Regions from separate parts of the Bombyx mori genome. Here region 1 is linked to region 2. A link is a contact called in public Hi-C data. All regions are on one chromosome and are shown on one strand. The core of a region is the stretch at or near the end of the contact, and the rest is flanking DNA. Distances in the headings are between cores, read along the strand shown.

Region 1 (4,485 bases), core at 1,355-3,854, 36 kb after region 2:
AATGGTATTTGGGAACAACGTAACATCAGATTAGTTGTTTCCATTATCTGTCTGATCATTAACAATTCATTTATAAATAGCCAAAACAGAGCAAGGTCTATTTTCTACTGTACTTTCTTATCATTAATTTTAGAAATGGTTCAAATATTTTTATTAACTTTATTTGTATCTATCTACTTATCTATCTAAATGAGAGAAACTTTCAACATAATTTTCAACGACTTCAAGATGCTGGATTACTTGAAGAATTTACACATTTATGATCGTTTAAGGTTATATGGATGGAGTCATAATATGACACAATAGACTAAGTCTTCTCCCAGGATGAGTGGTGTCATTAAACTATGATGTCTATGTGCCTGTTGATTGGTTTGCACAATAAAATAATGACAATGCAGAATTTATATGGTGTATAATTATGTGAACCACAATCTGAGAAACAACTTCACATTGTGAGGGATAAGGCTGACAATCTTGAAAAACTACACATTACACTGGTATTCCTTCCCAGTGGAAGGAATACCAGTGTAATGTATTCCATTACTAAGTGGAAGGAAGGAGGCCAAAGGGGTGTAGTACCACACACAGGTCCAATCAAATGAAGTCAACATTAGACTCCAAAATCAAGTCGCTATCAACGACCTCAGCACTGAGGAACACGATGCAAGGAGGAGGAGGAGTATGTGAGATTATTAAACCATTTACTTTACAAAACTTAAGAAATGTACGACACATAGAAAACCCTGTAGTAGATAAAGTTGTAAACATCACTCTTCAATAACTGGTACACCCATCATTAATCCAGAGCATAAGCATATGGCACATTGTAAACTACAACAAAATATACTATTTTAAAATAACGCAAATTCTATTTTGATAGGCTATCCTTAGCAATATACCAGACATTGTCAATGACACCTAAAACTACCTCTTGTCTGGATTGTATTGGTACAAAAGGATTACCATGGTTAAGGCCAAAGTATAATTTGTGCAACAGCTAAAGATGGTACAGCAAGGCTTTGTCAAGCTCATGACCCACCTAGCATTAAGAGTTACTGAACCAAAGGCCTGACCACATATGAGTCCAAAATCTCTACATTATGATATAATACAGGTATATATCAAAACACAAAATTAAAAGATCAAGTACAATTATGGTACCTACCTGTCCATGAACAAAATATACCAGCAATAATATGTATTTGTCCCACTGTTCCTCTGTTTCATATAAAACTGAATTTAGGATACTATTTTATCCAGAAGTTATAAGGAAGCAAGTAAAAGATTTTTATCCTTTCTTTGTGTGGTGATCAGCTGGTAAGTTGTTTTTGGGCTGCATCTCATACAGTATCTATTAAGTTCCAAAACTCAATAATGTTCATAGAAAATAGTAGAAAATCTTTATTTAGGTCTGAAGAATTACTTCAGTTTGTCTTATCTATGTGATATAATTTATAAATTCATTTTGATTTATGTGCTGTCAGATGCTTGTCATAGAAATTTATACCTAATTACAGTGTAACTAATTAATTTCAAGATTATATGATACACACTTAATTTTTAAAACACTTATGTTATTAACGCTTACCATTAGAGCTCTTGAGGTCGCGATGTATGAGCGATAGAGGTGCCCCAACATGAAGGTATGCCATTCCCTTGGCTACCTGTATCGCCCAATCCACCAGGATGTCTGGTCGAATTTTACGTCCTGACAACACTCTGTTGAGAGGCCCTCCACGGGCATACTCCATTACCAAACACAGATTCGGCTCTTCTAAACACACACCCTTCAAAGACACTATATTTTCGTGTTGTAACACCCAAAATAATCGTGCCTCCTGTAGTACGCTCTCCTTGATCACCTCGATATCTTCGTTCGCGTCTTGTCGAGCCGCCTTCACCGCGACTACTTCGTCGTTCCAATAGCCGCGGTATACTTTCCCGAAGCCACCGACGCCGATCACTTCTTCGAGTTTGAGCTCGGAAAAGGACACCCGGGGTGGTTCCACAGCTAAAGGGTCCTCTTCCGTGACGTACTCGGCCGGGAATATACCAACGCGGTCCCCGATTTTCCCCGTCCACCATCCTTCGTCCCCCGAAATGTTTGCGTCTTTGGAAAGAACTTCAACTATCTCTCCGCGCCGAAGGGAGAGCTCGTCTTCGCCTTGGGCAACGTAGTCGAATACAGCAGTGAAGAGAGCGAGCGGCGGGCGTTCTTCTTCGGCCGCCATGGCCCCGCGGCCGGCCGGCGGCATCACCCCGGCCGCGCCCCCATCGCTCCTCTCTTCCTCTCTCAAGCGCCTCGACACAGCTGCAGCCTCCACTCACCACAGCACATAACGCTACACACCGCAAAACAATTTGGTTAGGATCACCGTATTATTCCGCCATCTTTGTTTCTTCCATCGATCATGGCGGTTTGTAGTGTAAAGTGAATCTTTTTATAACACTCGTTTGATAAAGCACACGCGGCGTGACGTTCGAGATTAAAAAGCGAATATCTTCGCTCCGATAAAGTTAATTATTTTCCATTCATCTATCACGTTATTAAATAGATGGACGAAATGACAACCATACCGTAGCGAAGTCAGTGATAAACTGACATATGGTGTTGCCACTTTTGATGAAGAGACAATGTGAAATTATTCCAAATTCTTGAAAAAATCGAGTTTAAAATTGTATTAGCATTGTACTTTTTTTTTGCAATACAACTTATAATAAAATGATTAAAACATGAAAACTATCCGCATCTTTTTTGAAATTGACCATATCAACTAATACATAAATAACGTGCTTGCTAATACTAAATTAAAGAGATCGAAACAAAGCTAAAACGTTAGTATTTGTTGGTTGCATTGTAGAAAAAAATGACTTATTTTGGTGTCATCTGCTAGATACTTTTTCTTTTTTAGTAAGTATGAAGATTGGCTTCTTGAGACGCCATTGCTGCCAGTTTCAAGTTTATAAAAATCTTCAATTATTAAATACAATATACACATGGAAGATGATACGAGGCGAAATGCGATGAAATTGATTATATATTATGTTTTATGTAACTGAGAAGAAATTAAATGAAACAAGATGAGATAGGAAGAAATAAAGCTTCATTAAAATGGTAATTTATCGACACTATTTCAATGAACTTTTTGGAAGAACCCGAAGAACCCAAGTAGCTACATATATATATATATTTAATAAGCATTAATGTACCGACATTGTTGGGTAAAACATAGCTTAATGCGGTTTTCCAAAAGTTATCCGGTCATTGTTCTCGTCGAACCCGTCGCTTGCGATGAAGGACTCGGCGAGTAAATTAACCCAGAGACACAGCCCACTGAGTTTCTCGCCGGACCTTCTCAGTTGGTCGCGTTTCCGATCCGGTGGTAGATTCTGCGAAGCACGACTCTTGCTAGAGTTCGTGTTAGTAACATTGTCAGGTTTGATTCCCGAGAGATCACCTACTCCCCCGGTGACGCTGAATATGGTCTCTCAAGACCATTAATTAGCTTAGGTAGAAAAAAAAACAAAAGCTAGGTATCCTTTAAGAGCCCTCTATTATCCACTCCTAATTTAAAAAATTATGCTCGCTAGATGTCGCTACTGCAATATTAGTGCATTCGCTTTGGGTGGTGTTAAGCGCCATCTACATTTAAAACAGCATAATCAAATGAAACACATTTTGACAGGTACTTAACTAATTTGTATGCATCGAAATATTTTTTTAAATATTTTTAACAACAATTCAAAAGTTATTTATATGTTTTTTTTAGATATACTTATTTTTGTTACTGTCCTTCACCGGTCCCATGGTGTAATGGTTAGCACTCTGGACTTTGAATCCAGCGATCCGAGTTCAAATCTCGGTGGGACCTTTATTTGTTGCCAATTTAAAAAAGTATAATTTTATTTTTAATTTTTGTACTGAAATTAAAAGTCCCGAAGTGAAAACTAAATTCTGAAACGCTACGTTAGACTACATATATAGTTATTTTTTAAGCTGGAGCGCAGTTTCTCTGTGGGAGTCTGAGCTCTGAAGGGATGCTGGGTAGGGGAGCATTATTGATCGCGTGAAAATGGGATAGTCGTATTCGCGGCGAACACCCAGCCCGCGGATGTAGGGTCGCTCATCCTCTAAAACACGTTTACACGCCGGAAAATCGGACAAATAGTCCAAAAATACGTTTAACATTATTATTTTCGTATAGTAACCAAATTATATCGTTAAAAGTGGTCTATTGAATTGTTGTGAGTTGAAAAACAGTGCGCGATCTGTGAAGTGAACAACATGCAACATGAGATATCAACGTGAAAATCTTAGACAAAATCTACTGTCTTACTTCAAACTAGAAGAATAGAACTCAATAGAGGATTATTATTGAATTGGTTATTTAGTTTTTAATTCTGTTTATAAAAAAAACAAGCGAGAACATAAAATTTTATAATGGCCGAATTAGCCCCTGGTTGATTTTGAAAAAATGTGGAAAA
Region 2 (4,565 bases), core at 1,275-3,774:
TGGACACATTGCCAGAAAGAGAGGTGACAATTTAGAGAAGCTGCTGGTAACAGGCAAGGTATGCGGAAGAAGGCCCGGAGGCAGAAGTTCAATACGCTGGCAGGAGTGGCGCAGGATAATCCAGGAGAAAGTTCTCTGGACTTCCACAAATAATTCAAGACCAAAATTAACCAAATCGGTCCAGCAGTTCTCGAGTTATCGAGACTAAGAACAGCAATTCATTTTTATATATATAGATTCTATTATTAATGCGAAATGATAACCTTATTGACCTTCAATGTTATCTATTATTCCTTTTATCTTATACATTTCAGAATATTGCACAACACAAAATATTACACCTAAAAACATTACTGGTGGTAGGACCTCTTGTGAGTCCGCACGGGTAGGTACCACCACCCTGCCTGTTTCTGCCGTGAAGCAATAATGCGTTTCGGTTTGAAGGGTGGGGCAGCCGTTGTAACTATACTTGAGACCTTAGAACTTATATCTCAAGGTGGGTGGCGCATTTACGTCGTAAATGTCTGTGGGCTCCAGTAACCACTTAACACCAGGTGGGCTGTGAGCTCGTCCACTCATCTAGCAATAAAAAAAAAGGAAACATTTACGTATTGCTATATTCACTTTTCTGTTCGATAATTTCGTATTTCTAGGATTGAGTTTTTATTTCTATTGCTTTAAGTGGGTGGACCAGGTCACGTCCCATCTGATGTCAAGTGGTTACCGGAGCCCATAGACATCTACAACATAAATTACAAATTACAGTACAACGGCTGCCCCACCCTTCAAATTGAAACGCATTACTGCTTAAGCACAGAAATAAGCATTTTTAATTTTAAGGTTCGTAGTGACGTTCAACACCATTTTTAGATCCTCACAGCGTATTTCCCATCGTATGAGCACCGACATCGTTTGTAACTGTGGGCGGACTAAACAAACAATTTTACGAGCGACCTATATAGCTGCATAATATGCAACACGAGTACGTCGGGTCCGTTTCAGAGCCCATGTGACTTTGTCGCATTAAGTTTGTATGACTTAAGCATGCATGATGGGCACGTAAGTTTTTTTAATTTATCGCTTAGATGGGTGGACGAGCTCTTAGCCCACCTGGTGTTTAGTGGTTAGCAGAGCCCATAGAAATCTACAACGTAAATGCGTCACCCAACTTGAGATATAAGTTCTAAGGTCTCAGTATAGTTACAACGGCTACCCCACCCTTCAAACCGAAACGCATTGGTTTTAGCAGATATGAATCAGGATTGCGACGTTGAAGTGGTAGTGGGCATGGCACATTGCTCGTAGAACGGATGACGGTTGGGGCTGAAGACTTGCTGAATGGCGACCGCGTACCGGAAGACGTAGCGTGGGTAGGTTTCCCACAAGATGGACCGACCTATCAGGGATCGCGGGGATCCGCTGGATGCAAACAGCGCAGGACCGATCGTTGTGGCGAGGCTTGGGGGAGACCTATGTCCAGCTGTGGACGTCTGTAGGCTGATAGAATAGAATAGAAAATCAATCAGTCCGTTAATTTTCCCGTTACGATTACAAATAACTATTTCAAAATTATAATATGTGAACTAAACGTCATTGGAATGACTGAATATTGCTTATTTCCTGCAAAACATAATGTCGAACGTTGATAAAATGTATGCTACACATGTAAGAACCTAAACATTTTCCGTAAACAACGAATTTATTTATTAATAACAACTACTCGTCCATTGATGCTATTTCTACAGCACATGGAATTTGTAGCTCCATTACAGGATTTTTAATATTATCTCACTTAAATTCTAAAAAGTTACATTTTACCTCTGTTAGCTTATATAATTTTTGCCGTATAGGCAGACGAGCATACGGCCCACCCAAATACACTTACTAGAAAGTTCTATGGAAACGAACCGATATGATAGTGAGCCGTGAGCAATTCACACGTTTATCAAGAACTAAAAAGAACAAAGAAATACGTTTGCATGTTTAGCTGAAACATTGAATAAAAATCCTTCATCAAATTGATCCAGATTATTTAAATCAGGTATTTCGGGTATTTTTTCTTTAAAAGTTTATCGTTGACTTAAAATTATAATTGTATCGTACCAGAAAAAAAAATGGTTATTAAAAGAAGTAAGTATGTATGTTCTTTCCAAAAATAATTACATACTTAGTTATGTACGTGAAAACAAAATTTTAAAAATTGTAATCTCAAAATTTTTAATAATCTTATGGTCCCAATAATTTTATAAGTGGTATAATATATTGGATAAAATTTTATTGATTTTAGGCTGTATGCTCTGCTCTTATTTATAGTGTAACACTAAATGGCGCCACTTTTGTACATCCTTCCTTCTTGCCATCTTGTATGCGGTATGTAAATGAGTGTGAATTAATTATTAAAAATAAAACGTATAGTTCAAAGAATTCTTGTTTATCAACATAATCTCAATATAATAAAAATTTAATTGGTGCAAAACATCGGCTTCACATAGTGTTACTTAAAAAAAAACAGTCAACTTTGGTTGATTGATAACCTTTTGGTTCGTTGATAACCTTTGGGTTAATTTGTTTCTGTGGGATCGACTGGAGAACTTCCTTACCGAACAAAAAAGAATTTACGCAAATCGAGCGATAAGTTTCGGGGAAACCCAATATTATATAGACAAATAATGAAAACAAATATAATATGCGATAACACCACGCGCCCAATTAAAAATGTAATACATTTTACGGCACAGGAAATCCTCGCACTCGGTCGCTGTATTGCTAGAGTAAAAAGCAATACTAATAAAACCATTAGACCATTCTCACATAATAATTCAAAACTACTGTTTAGCATAAAGAGCAGCATACTAGATTTACCAGTCGCGCTACAACATCATTAAACACATAATTGTATGAATAATTTACCAAATTAACGTCGATTCAAATAAATTATATTAAACTGAAAAAAATACTCAACTTACTGGTGGTAGGACCTTTTGTGAGTCCGCGCGGGTGGGCACCACCACCATACCTATTTCTGCCGTGAAGCAGTAATGCGTTTCGGTTTGAAGGGTGGGGCAGCCGTTATAACTATACTGGAGATCTTATATCTCAAGGTGGGTGGCGCATTTACGTTATGGATGTCTATGGGCTCGAGTAACCACTTAACACCAGGTGGGCTGTGAGCTCGTCCACCCATCTAAGCAATAAAAAAAAAGTCTAAATGAAACGGCTTTAAACGGTACTCATCGTTCTTAACGCAACATTGATTTGACATTCGCGCACAATAGGACAACGTTGACATCAATAAGAGCGGACACTCCCGAGAATCAATTTCGCCAAATTGGTTTGAACCGAAAGCGATCATTCTTCGGAGTGCGCACACGACCCGTGAAATGAATTATTCAAGAGACGAACGTCGCCGTCGCCGTCGGGAAGCACAAACCGACAGGATACAGATCCGGTTCCTCTCTAGCTTCCAATACATACTCATTGATTTGTATTCTATACTTAGACGATCTTGTTGCTCCAGTAGGGGAACAAAACGATTTGAGACATGCGATTAAAAACATAAAATACGTTTTTATTTATTTATTTCCAAAGTAGTAGTGGCTTAACGTCTATTATAGCGCTCCTCAGAGCTAGCAGTTTGAGATTTTTTTAATTAATTTTATAAAGATGGTCTCGTTCTCGTGGTGCTGCTAGTGAGATCGCATTAGTCACCTTTGCTATGGTGTGGATTCGATTTAATTTCAATTATATAAATATATTTTTAGTTATCAGCATTTACGAGCACGTACTGAAACGTTTTAAAATTTTGATTACATTCGCTGATCTTATTATCTTAATATTTTTTTCTACCTTAGGTGGTAACCTTAGAGGTCAGCGTAACCCGACGAGTAGATTAGCTCACGAGGCTCTAACCTGAGAACGTTGCTAACACTGACCCTAGCAGGAGCAGTGCTTCACAGAATCTACCACCGGATCGGAAACGCGACCCACTGAGAAGAGCCAGCGAGAAACTCAGTGGGCTTAATTTCATAGTGACGCCTAGTAAGTGCAAGCGAAATTAGAGCGTTTGTTACCCTTATAAGTATATTTTGAAGTAGTCACTCTGTGTTCATAATATTTTATTTTAAGAAGAATATCTTGTTCGTTACGCGTGCACACGGCACAGCTTTCGTCAGTTAATTAAAAATCACACAAGTAATACATTATAATAGAATACGACCATTTTGTCAACCGATCCCTATTTAGATCGCAATAAAAAGAAGACTATATGTAATGTCTTTTATAGGAAGGCGTCCAGACTCCTACATAATTACATGATCTTTAATTATACAGCTCTCGGAGACGAGGAAGCCATGTAAAGAATATTAACAACGCATTATTGAGTAATTACGTATATTACGATAAATAATGACCTAAGTGTGCCCTGTTTTATATCAGCGGCCCCATAGTTACAAAGCCTTAAATAGATGAATAATTTTTCTCACAACAGCGTTATAGCGGACGAAATGAAACAGTAGTTCATTTGAAGAAAGTTAATTATAATATATCCCTAACAATTTTAAAGTGTA

The links. Hi-C and Micro-C count contacts between places; a contact is called where the count stands out from the background.
Region 1: a Hi-C map of whole pupa shows a contact between it and region 2, with 2.0 times the contacts expected there. The contact joins the promoter of LOC101740276 here to the enhancer-like site in region 2. A contact is called at or near these places in 3 of 7 Hi-C or Micro-C datasets (posterior silk gland and whole pupa).

What each region holds. Positions count from the first base shown.
Region 1 is chr18:1,972,797-1,977,281 of ASM3026992v2, forward strand. LOC101740276 (mitogen-activated protein kinase kinase kinase 11) reads right to left here and starts at 2,605. Exons shown (of 11, transcript XM_038017217.2): 1 at 1,589-2,605. The coding sequence starts at 2,255. TRNAQ-UUG (transfer RNA glutamine (anticodon UUG)) reads left to right here and starts at 3,801; the gene lies at 3,801-3,872. It overlaps LOC101742023 (protein PALS1), which reads left to right and starts at 4,085. Exons shown (of 20, transcript XM_038017128.2): 1 at 4,085-4,485.
Region 2 is chr18:1,937,002-1,941,566 of ASM3026992v2, forward strand. The region is part of intron 1 of LOC101740276 (mitogen-activated protein kinase kinase kinase 11); the gene reads right to left. Among protein-coding and RNA genes, the nearest start is that of LOC101740276, 36 kb to the right of the region's middle. Within about 2 kb of position 2,525, at least 5 of the 8 cell types and tissues checked have open chromatin away from gene starts, as enhancers often do.